2 separate regions of the Larimichthys crocea genome follow, and region 2 is linked to region 1. A link is a contact called in public Hi-C data. All regions are on one chromosome and are shown on one strand. Each heading gives the region's core, a stretch centred on a gene start, on an enhancer-like site or on the middle of the called end of the contact. The rest is flanking DNA. Distances are from core to core; before and after follow the strand shown. Region 1 holds the start of ly6pge (lymphocyte antigen 6 family member pge). Region 2 holds the start of slc29a3 (solute carrier family 29 member 3).

What was found. A called contact is a pair of places that touch in the nucleus more often than the background predicts.
Region 2: a Hi-C map of muscle shows a contact between it and region 1, with 4 times the contacts expected there. The contact joins the promoter of slc29a3 here to the promoter of ly6pge in region 1.

The regions. Positions count from the first base shown.
Region 1 is chrIII:12,208,889-12,214,722 of L_crocea_2.0, reverse strand. ly6pge (lymphocyte antigen 6 family member pge) reads right to left here and starts at 3,577. Exons shown (of 3, transcript XM_010730217.3): 1 at 3,502-3,577; 2 at 1,708-1,824; 3 at 870-1,122. The coding sequence starts at 3,562. The coding sequence ends at 932. tacc2 (transforming, acidic coiled-coil containing protein 2) reads right to left here. Exons shown (of 24, transcript XM_019266260.2): 24 at 4,861-5,818. The coding sequence ends at 5,753.
Region 2 is chrIII:12,337,330-12,343,163 of L_crocea_2.0, reverse strand. It overlaps slc29a3 (solute carrier family 29 member 3), which reads right to left and starts at 2,095. Exons shown (of 7, transcript XM_019270224.2): 1 at 1,953-2,095; 2 at 938-1,057; 3 at 418-830. The coding sequence starts at 741. It overlaps unc5b (unc-5 netrin receptor B), which reads right to left. Exons shown (of 17, transcript XM_019266230.2): 17 at 5,427-5,834.

The DNA of each region.
Region 1 (5,834 bases), core at 2,328-4,827:
TTATACATTTTGTTTTATATATATATACAGTATATACAGTAGCCTCTACTTATAGGCCATCCTCCAGTGATGTGCGCTTACACTCTGCTTATAAGCACAACAATTGTTTAAGTGACTTCAAACGCAGTGGATTAACCTCAGTGGGTGTAGAAGGCTTATGTGGATTTACTGTGTTTGAGAAGCGTTTTCTCACCGCCTCCCAAAATATCTTGCACAGTTCAGATGTGTGATTGACAGGTAGGAAGCTAATGATGTAACAACACACCAGCTGATTGAACTTCTAATGCCATATTAAGCCACAGGAACATATGCTGCAACACAAGCTATGCTGAAATACTCGGAGCGTTGGTAAAAAAAGATAAATTAAAGATAAATGCAGTAAGGTGAATAGGTTTCATGTAGTTTCACAGATTGTGTGCTGCGAGATGAAACACATGAACCCACTTCCCTTAGGATCATCTAGTTATTAGCTTAATAAAATCCATTGAAAGCCAAATCTACTTGAGTACTGCTTAATGTCTTCAAGTCAACATGCTGCATATAATCCACGCAGTCATACCTAGGATTCCAATCTCTTTTATGTATAGTAACTCCCTTATGTCAAGACTTCTGTTCAGATAAACAAGGTAAATCAAAGCAGAGGGGAATGGTAGTAAGTAGGACAGCATGCATCAGAGGTATCTGCTGTCATAGCTCCTCAATTCATCCTCTGCACTCCAACATAAGAAAAAGTATATTTTTATGACATATCACTTATTCATCTGTTTGCATATTTTGTTTTGTGAGTAGCATAAAAGGACTTCAGCTAGAAAGTAAACAAGCCTTGTACCTCTTATGTAGTGCTAAATTAGGCATTGTTATTTGGCATTTTTGAAGTAAATGAGAAAAATAATAGTTGGCGTGTGTGCTGCAGATGACATGAACAGTATGTCTACTTAAAGAAACACCAGAACAGAGGCAGAAACAGCAGCAGATAGTTGAGTCCTGGCAGGCGGGAGGTGAAGTTCGTCACATTGCAGTCATTACTGTAGCAGCAATGAACTTTGACACCTGGTGCTCTGTAGCCTTGGCTGTTGGCTTGACTACAGAACGACTTGTAGGAGCATGACTTCATCACCCCACCTGACAAAAAGACACAGATAAAAGTTAGTTACACTGGTTTCGCAGCTGTCTTACAAAGATAACCTTCTAGTTCTAATAATAAAACTGCCCTGGCTGACAGATTAGGTCAGGTTATAAAGCTTTCCTCTTCAAACTTAATTGTGATTTTTGTCACTTTGTCTGTGGGCGTCCACTCCAGTACACACTATGTGTGTGATCGAGAAAACTGGTGCACCAACAGTGTGTAATTTACAGACAGGACGATGGCCTCTGCTGTTGCCCCACTTTTTGATAATTAATAAGATATATATTAGTCAAGTGAGTTAACTTCATCTCATGAAGAGGTATTGTTTCAGTAACACAGGAACCCAGAAACACATGGTGTCCTCATTAAGGATATTGATCGAGCCGGACTAGCAAAGCTCTTCATTTCCTTAAAAGCCTCAGACCCCATGCTGACTGATATGTGTCTCCAGACAGCAACCTGTCCTCCGTTAAAACACACACACACACACAGATACAAACACAGTTTTATGTATCTGTAGACAAAGGGTAGAAACATAGCTAGTAAGAGAAAGGTTACTACACTGTGACTGTTGGACTCACTGTCATGGCCCAACACCACAGCACAGGCATCAGAATAGCTGGGACAAGATTTGGAGCCTTGCCGGTTGCAGTCGTCATTATTAGAGCCCATACAGGTATAACACTTCAGAGCCTCACCTGGAGGAAACAGAAAACAAACACAGAATAATAATGCATAATATAATCAAATATCAGGAATATGTGAATAACTTAATTTTGAAACTATATAATTACAATTTAAGAAACTGTGCTCCTACAGTCAGTTGACATAGCATAGCAGGGAAATATTACAAACCAGACTAAGCTACTGAAGCACATTTAAGGGAAAATACTTTTTTAAATGCAGCCCTGTGTTATTTTAAGACTGACCTGATGTTTTTGTTTTTGATCAGTTGATGGGAGTGCTTTATGATGCTAATGCAGGATTTTCCACCAAATATCTCAGCCCTGTGTCACATGTAATGACTTCTTTCAAAGCAGTTAAATGCTGATAATGTTGCTGCTTTGTAAAAACTCATATTTAGACATTGGTCCAAGCAATTTTTAAGACAGCCAGCTGACACACAGACATCGTGACACACTGTCTTGTTAAGATCAAGCTGTGTATACAACAGTCTCAACTCTGGATATTTTTTTATCCTTTAGCAACACAGGATCTATGTGTTTGATGAGTATCTGGGTGACAGTGAGCATAAAGTCAAGAGAGAACAGTAATTACTAACTATCTTTATGCAAATCATCCCAACATCAAGCAAAGAATTGTACAGGTACTACCTTATTTTCAGGTAAAGCTTCAGATCCCTACTTCACTACACAAAATACTCAAATGTCTCTCCAGAGGAAAGAGTGGTTATTTGAGAACTAGCTGACCTTTGAAATATCACTTTAACGCTTCCTTTTGAAAAAACCTTCATCCGTCTACTAAATTCTGGAATGGCCCTTCAGAAACAGCCTTCAGTGCTGCTTTCTAAAAGGATCAAACAGGGCTAGACTTATAGGCTTCAAACAGCCTTTGTAGCAGCACATCTCTTGTCTAGGCATTCAGCATAACCTCATTCTACCCCATACTTGTCTTTCATCATTCAGTTGTGCTGGCTGGCAGACAGAGAGGTTGCTCAGAGACATAAAGTAGTAAAGATCAGCGAGGTGAAATGTTCTAATCAACAAATTACTAGACATTTAACTGAAAAAAGCAGAACTTAAACAGCAAACCACGATTGCTTAGATGATGAATTTGATTTCCCTCTTTTGCTTTGCTTCTTGTGTACCCCTCTGTATGCTGACATGACATGGTAAATGCCCCCTGCACAGCCGCTCTACACACATGCTATTAGTCTTAGCCTCCAGGCTTATTAAGAGATTATCTGCTGAGATGGCACACTAGTTAACAGAGGAGGTTGACAGACTGAACAGAGGCAAAACTCGTGAGAATTACAGGAGATATGACGAGCAATTAGCAAGCTTGACGTAAATTAAAGTGTCACTAAGGTCTCATTATAAAATAGTTGTATTAGAGCTAGAAAACATGTAGAGCGTTTTCTGAAAAATAAAGATAATGTAGACTTGTTGTGTCCAACATTTCCTGTTCTGAAAGCTATTTTGGGCAGTTATACACTGTACAGTTTCCAGCCTCTCAGGAAATACAGACAAACATCTATTCTTAGAAAAGAGAGAAGAGTACCTCGAGGGAGACACCAACCAAATCCAAATGACAGGTAAACAGAAGGTAGAGCACATCTCTAAAGGCAGGAGGGGTGAAGGATGAAGGTGGGGATAAGAAAAGGAAGGTTATTAAAATAAAAACCTAGTTCTTACTGTTGGTTGGTAGCAGAATTAGAGATAGCAGGAGCAGAGGACAGTACTGGAGAGCTCTCATGGTGCTGGTCGTCCTCAGCCGTCCTGATCACACAATGAAAAGCAGGTTGTTTGCTCCTAAAGCCCCCTGAGCTTAATCTGAGCAATCAGATGAGCTAATATCCGCCTCCTGCAAGGGCCCACAGCTCAGTGTTGAGTGTCAATAGATGCTTTTTTCAGTTTGGGAGACACCAGGAGACCAGAGCAGTAGATTCATTCTGCACCTTTAACCTCAGGGGCTTTTATGTTCTAGCCACATTTATCCCGAGTCTGAAACTTCCCTATTTCACCTGGTCCAGTCCTTAGATCACCCTGCTGTACCAGGACTGATCACTACAGGCATATATGACAGTTAAAGTTATCCAGTTACAAAACCAATCAATTCTACATTACCGTTTCATGAATTGTAGCAAATCATTTCAGGTTTGCTGTCATCTGCCTCAGTGACATTGCTTTTGTAAATATGTTACACTAGCTGCTGCCAAGAAAAAACTGCTGTGTATGTGAAAAAGTTCATTGAACATTGCAATCATCTAAAGCTTTTGTTCCTAACCTTTTCCTTTCTATCTCATATACTCTCAGAGCCCACTCATCCTGTTCCAAATCTGTTCTTTCAAACTCATTTTAAACAGAATGTTACCAAACACTACCTATTATGTAAAAATTGAGATATTTCTTCTTCTTATTATTATTATTATTATTATTATCATCATCATTATTATATTAACTGTTATCCTGAAATTGTTAATGGAGGGTCGTTCTGGAGGTTTCATACTACCACTTCAAGTGGCAGAAGCTTGATTTTCAACAATCCATTACTTTCAGTGATCTATTTTTAATTAGTTTTCACACACTCAGTCACGCACACTTGATTTGAAGGTATTTCCTGCGCAGTTGGCTGATTATTATTTATTACTGGTTATTGTAGCAAAACAAAATGACAAAGATCAGCCTCACAGCAATTTTTGTTTCTATTTGTGTGTTTATTTTTCTTCTAGGGACAATAATGTCCATAAAAATTCATATTTTCCCAAATTCTTTTTTTTTTCTCGGATAAACATCTTTCCGCATACATCTTGGCAACTGCATAAGTACCCCCTGTGGTACCCCTGCATGGGAATAACTAAAGTAAGAGAAAAACAAAGGTCTTATGCATCTGTGCATCATCATCATAATCATCATAATCACATTTTAACCCTGATTTATGACACTCTTCCACAAATTTTAAACAAAACACAAATGCAGATGATGTGTGGTATCTCACATAGACCTTCTAACTTTCAGTTACGTAAGGAAAGAACCAGAGTGAAACCAGTGTGCTGTATTGCCATCTTTTATTGCACGTTGTAAGCAGATGCTGTACAGTAGCTGTGCAGAGAAGTTATTCCTCAGTGTGACACAACAACCATAGCAGGACTAGGACATATCCATCCAAAATTAAATAACTCCTGGTCACAACTGAATACAGTCACGATTAGTTTGCTTTATATCAAAATAAAATCCAAAAAATAGTCCCACAATTTCATCGAGAAAGCTATGACAAGTATGACAAATATCTACAAGGTTACATGACGGAAGCGGGCTGAGGATGACGGAGTAACTATCAAAAATGCAGATGAGTCTTTTTCATATTTGGAATTTCCTACAGTATATAAAAAACATTAACATTACAAGTTCTTCTTTCTCTCACATGCAGTAAACTATTGTGATAGTTTGTGATCTCATAGTGGTGTATCAACATTTTATGAATTATAATCTAAGTCTCTGTTACTCTTTTTCAAAGTCTATCTTTCTCTTGTATTAAGAGGAGACAACAACAGGAGCGGTTAAACAGTCTTCTCCCTCAGTGGCTGTCATGGCAACATCATTATAGATAATTTAACCCACAAACAATGCTCTCACTTTTCTCATTATCATACACACACTCTCACACACTCAGACACACTCATTAGTGATATGATACATATTCTAAAACGTTAAACCAGACCCCCGATACAGTACGATACACTGACACATCAAAAATGTACAGAGTGATTTAAAGGAAGCCATTCCTGTGGATCCTGTATACACAAAGTCAGTAGGAAATTTAACTCCAAGACCATTTTGGCCATTGATGTCCATCAGTCCCCGGAAGAGAGGTAAATATTACTGATCCGCTTCATTTTCCACCACCGCTCCTCTGTGAGATTTGGCTTGGGTGCGGAGGTGTTCGCTAACTCTTCCCCATCTTGGCGATCAGCTCATCACAGATCTTTGTCAACTCCTCGATCTCTTTGTTCTGTAGAACAATTGTT
Region 2 (5,834 bases), core at 846-3,345, 130 kb before region 1:
AGATCTTTCAAGGCCCTGGTTTATTTCTCACCTAAATCTGTATACTTTCAAGGATCTGTGGGAACCATAATCACAACACACCGCATCGACAAAGGCTAGTCTTTCTAAGTGTGTGTACAGATACAGCCTGCCTCCACAACATTCAAAACAAATAAAGAAAAATTCCACATGTTTTGCAGGCAGATCTATTTGACCACCCTGACTTAAACATCATCTTTGTTTGAACCTCAAGAAGCCTCTTGGCATTTCTAATTACGTTGTAAGGGTTCTCTGTCAGACGTGAAAGGACACTCATTGTTCTCATCGGTCACAGGATTGTCACAGTACTATAAAAAGCACACAAAATCTTCCTGAGTGTGCACACTCACACACACAACAAGCATAGCTGCAGTTGTATTTTATGTCCCTCTCACTCACACTGAGGTCTGAACGTTGCTCCTTATTGCTGCTGTGGTCAGTGTTGTTACTCAGTTTGTAGAGCCAGTAGTGTTTAGCTGTTATAAAGAAGTTCCAGGGCAGCAGGGAGCCGATGCCCATCAGAAAAAAGATGATGTACACCAAACAGTAAGAGTCTTCTGGATTGTAGCGCACCACCAGAGGCACTGAGGAATGCTTTGGCAGGAGTGATGTAGTGGGACTCTGGTCCTCGCTCTCCTCATCCTCCGATGTTTGGTGGTTGCCAAGACCAGTTGGAATATAGGAGGAATTGAGGCTGGGCTGCACCGGCTCTGTGTCATCCATTTTCACAGAGTACAGGATTCTCACAGAGTGAAGACGAGAGGAAAAAGGGAAGGTTGAGAAAGTGGAAGACAGGAAGTGTTGACAGAAAGCCAAAAGCAGAAAGCTGTGAAGGAGAAGAAGAAAAACATGAGTTAAAAGGAGGAAAAAAAACAACGCTACGAAATAATGTTATTGCAATAAGTTTTAAGATTCTTACATTTACGTGTGCTTGTCCAGAGAGTAAAAAACAGACTGTGTATGCTGTGCAGCCATAGTCTGCAGGGATATCTGTGCTGTAGTGGGTGGAGATCAGTCCAGTTGTCCAGATCCTGTGATGCTGCAAGTGCAAGGAGTCACATATAACCTTGAAAATGATCATTCAAATCTGGACATAGTGACAGGTATTTTCCTAATAATGTCTTATAAGAACAAAAATGGAGAAGCTGTACTCTGAAAGCTTTAACAACAATATTAATGCAGTGCTGGAATCAATACGAGTCACGGCGTGGCAATTTCCACACTGTGGGATTCTTCTGTGGTAAATGCTCCATTGGATAAAGCCACACACCAGCATTTGACACACATTTTCTCTCAGGGAGACAGCATTTTCTCTCGAGGCATGTGATTGTTTGACTCATTGTGCTGACCGTGTCATCTCACGTCTGCAACTTTTCTGCATACTGAAAGCTCACGCGTGAGAAAAGGTTGTGAATGATGCATGGAGGAAACAGTCATGAGATGGAGAGAGCTGCTGCACTTGGACAGAAATAGACTTCCACCAGCACCACTTGCTTACACAATATGAGGTTGTTACTTTAACTATTTAAGGAGGTTAAAGGAAGTCTGACGTGACAGTAACAAAGCTGATCTTGCATCCTAAAGTATCATGTGTACCACTAATGAGGAACCAGTATTCACATGATGTTTGCCCAAGAGGAGTCAATTACACTTCAGACAACAGTGAACAATGTGTCCGTGGTGTCTGAGGACAGCTGCTTTCTTCAAAGGTTGACTGCAAAACCCTCACACAGCTGCTCAGTAACCAGCCATTAGTCTTCTTCATTAAGGTCTTCAGGCGAGACATGTAAAGATTTATTAGTCTTTTGTTCGCTGCGTGCAGTCAAACGCGTAAACTAACACTACCTGTAAGTTAAGAGAGGGTGTTGCTAAAGTACCCGCAGTGGTAGGTAGCCGTCTGACATGTTACCTGTTTAAATAAAATACAAACATACCTCACTGCTGGACACTCACTGCCTGTCGCTCCTGTTTTTTGTACAAGTGTTGCGCTGAAACGAAAAAACCCATTTCACAAACCGCAAGCGTTTCTGTCAGCTGACAAACAATTATTCAGCCGAAACTAGCAACAACAATGACACTTCCGGCAGGAATCCTTCAGAATAAAAATGTTATCGACATAAATTCTAAACCAGACTCACTCCAAGTGTTTGATAAATGTAAGAAACAATATTCTAGACGAAGCCAGAGCATAATTCAAAAAGTACGCTGGACGTCAATATTAAATCATTAGAGTAAAAAGTAATCTATGCTTTTATTCTGAAGGCCAACCGACACACTTGTTCCTGATATACACGGCAGCCTTCTTTTCCGGTACAGCTTGTACAAAATAAAAGCCCATATTTAGAATTTTGATTTAATTGAATTGAATTAGAATGACTTATATATGACATATGACATGACATAACTTGCCAAATAATACAGCATTAAGTGATACCCTGTTTTTCTGACAGATGCTACTAATTACTAAATACTTAAAACGCAAACAAATAAGCAAAATAAATAAATAAAAGCACAAATTGGTGCAATGTGAAAGTCTGAATGATAACAATCTGTATATGTTTATATTATAGCAAGTCTGTAATGTAATTGTACTTACCACATTCAAATGTACAATTTGAAACTTGAAACCTGAACAGAGTTTTTTCGCTTCTTCAGAAAAAAATACTAGAAAACCTACAAACCATTTCTCAGTACTTAACCTTTAGATCATACAATTTGTAGCAGACAGCTATGTCCATGTGGAACATTGCCTGGTATTGAAAGCTACATTTTAATTGTTCATAAATAGGTGTATTGTATTATGTTTCCAAATACATAATACTATTTATATGTACAACGTTCGTGAATCTTTTAAATATCACATGCAAATCATTACACCATCAACAGACTTATTGGCTCAGAAATATGAATACTATGTTGTTGTGGACAAAGAAATGTTTAACAGGAAATATATCCTTAAATTTACATTTTTCCCATTGTAGCACACTGAAATAGTTTGTTTATTTATAAATTCATATTCATAAATATGCATACTTCTGTCATATTGTAAAAATCTCCTTTTTATTAAATAAAGATTCAACCTTTTCTTGAAAAGCATGAGTCTTTACCAGGAGAGGGCACCACAGGACAGCATATTCAGTAGCAGTTTATTACAGCCCTCTGGAATATGAAAACAATACCTGTAAGAATGATAATTTAAAAAATGACTACAAATCCTTTTAAAAGTCAAACATGACACCAGGTGATTTTATGTCTTCAACTAGACTGTAAATTTGCAGACTCTTGGCTCTCTATAACACGTGAGTAGACACCGCTGGACTAAACAAATCATTGTCAAATGAATCACTCAATAAATGTGAAGCTTATCCAACTCACAGCTGCTGACCTGCTGTCTCCTCCTTGCCGACAACAGATCTAATTGTGCAGGACAAATCTGCACAAATAATACACTTGAACATTTTATTCATTTCACTGTGAGCCTAAAATCAGATCTCACACTCTCCATGTACTCATTATGCTGAACATAATTCTAAGCATTCATTAGATTCCCATTTTTTTCAATTTGTTTTTAAGAAAGGTGCATAGGTTTGTATGTTTTCATGAAAGAAAACTAGCTTTGTAGTGTAAGCCTTTGATACTGTATGTCACACATATGGTCACACTCAGAAATTACTATCATCACTTCATAATCAAAAAGAAGATTATGTGTTATGAAAGCTGTCGATCATGCATGAACTGGCATGACATGGAGTTTCTTCTTAAAATAGGTTTTACACGCCTTCAAAATAATATAATTCTCACTGGTTATTTATTCGCTAAAAAGTAACAAAACCATCCTTTGTAGATGTGAGGGGTTGGGTTGAAGCCGCAATCAGCTTTTATACTTCTTTCACCACTTTGTGTATTATAAAAGGTTCGATTAACTCATGCACTGAAGGGTGACATATCAGCCCTCAATTAGAAGTGCATCTAATGAAACAGGTGCAAAGTGTTGCCTGCCATTTAGACCATACTGCAGTGCACACTCACCACAGATGACTCACCGGGATATTTGTTCTCATTGTAAGAGCCTAATCTGACGAATCCCTGCACATCCTGCTCTCGTAAAAAAAAAAAAAACTGAGGTTAGAGCGCTGGATCTAAATGCCCAGAGTCAATCCTTGAAGACCACCATTAGTGTCTCTAAAACCTTGTTAATTTGAAGGCCGGAGAGCCTGCCAGTTAAAAGCTTCCAAAGCTAAGTGGACCTAAAGGGAATTTCCATTGAGGTGTGATGAAAAGAGGGACAGGATGAGAAGGTCTGCATTTTTTGTGTGTGAAAATTGGGTGTAACTGATAAAAACACAGATGCTGTTTAACAGTGATTCTTGTCCCCAAACAAAGCATGCAATTTGGTCTATGGATTTTATGCACACTGCTTCAATATTGTATGGTTTTGCCAAAACACATTACAATTCAATAACAACAAAACACACACAATTGTTAAACTAAGAAATATAATTTATTGCATAAAAATTATATTTAGTTACAGGTAAGAAGGCTAGACGTTTATTTACAATTGTACTTTACAGAGAGATAAAATAATGTTACTGAATCCATTTTGTTTTTTTCGTAAAAATGTCTGTCTTCTTGAACAACGGCTAAATTGTTCTCTTTGATGGGAGCGACGAGGAATCTTGTCCAGCTCCAGCATAAATGATCCAGAGCTATGGCCAAAGATCCTACAGATACTCAAGAAATCTGGATGAATAAACACTGTATTCTACAGCTAGCCAGTGTCTGTAACAAGATTTGAGGAAAGAAAACAAGTCCTGCAGTGTTCAGGGATCCAAAGTACTGAACTGGTCGTGTTCAGATATTTCCTTACAGGGGTTAGGGTTAGGTTTTAACCCTAGACCTGCAGGGCACAAGTTCATGATGTCAGTCACAAGTTTTGTAGCCATTACGCCATACTTTGTTTTGTTCTCTCATATGTGCTTTTTCAGTAATAGCTTCCTGGGTCAGTGATCCAATTCTTCCGATCCAGATGGAGAACACCTTCACCAAAAATGCTAAACCACTCTTAAACCACTTTAGGATACAAAAACAAAACCCTGTCAATGCCCTGATCTGAAAAAATAGAATTACTCTTCCAGGAAACAAAAGAAGTCAAAATGCTTCGCTTTGCTTTTGTACTTGCATAGCACTTACAAAGAGAAATGACAGATCTTAAGCGTGTGCACATACTTATTGCACACCCACCTGCCCAAACATACCCACTCACTCAACACATACACACACTCACTCATCACATACGCACTTGTGTTTTTAGTTCATTCACACCAAACAGTGGCATGACTCACTGCTAAAGAGGAGGGATACTGCCTGTGTTTTGGTTTCTGTAGTTTTCAAAGATAGGAACACTTTTCTTTTTTTTTTGCGTTAAGGGAGAAAAAAAGACATAGTAACACACAGAACTTAAGTAATGACAACGTTGCAGATGACAGCATTTCAATTTCCGTCGAACAATAACTGACAGAACAATATTGATAATGCAAATAGCTTGAGGACCCTGACCACAAAGCAGGCGGCTTAGTAAAAAGATTAACAATATGTTATCAAAACGAGAGAGGGGAGATGATTTACAGGGCGATGGATGGACAGATGGACACATTGGTAAATGGTGGACAGAGAGTTTGAAATGGTTAATTTTGAGGTAAATCTGATGGTCCCTTTCTGCCTAGCTGATTCAAGGCAAGGCTAATCTATTTTGTAATATTCATCTCATGAACATTGGAAACTGTCCTCAGTCGCAGCACAGCAAAATGCCTACAGTA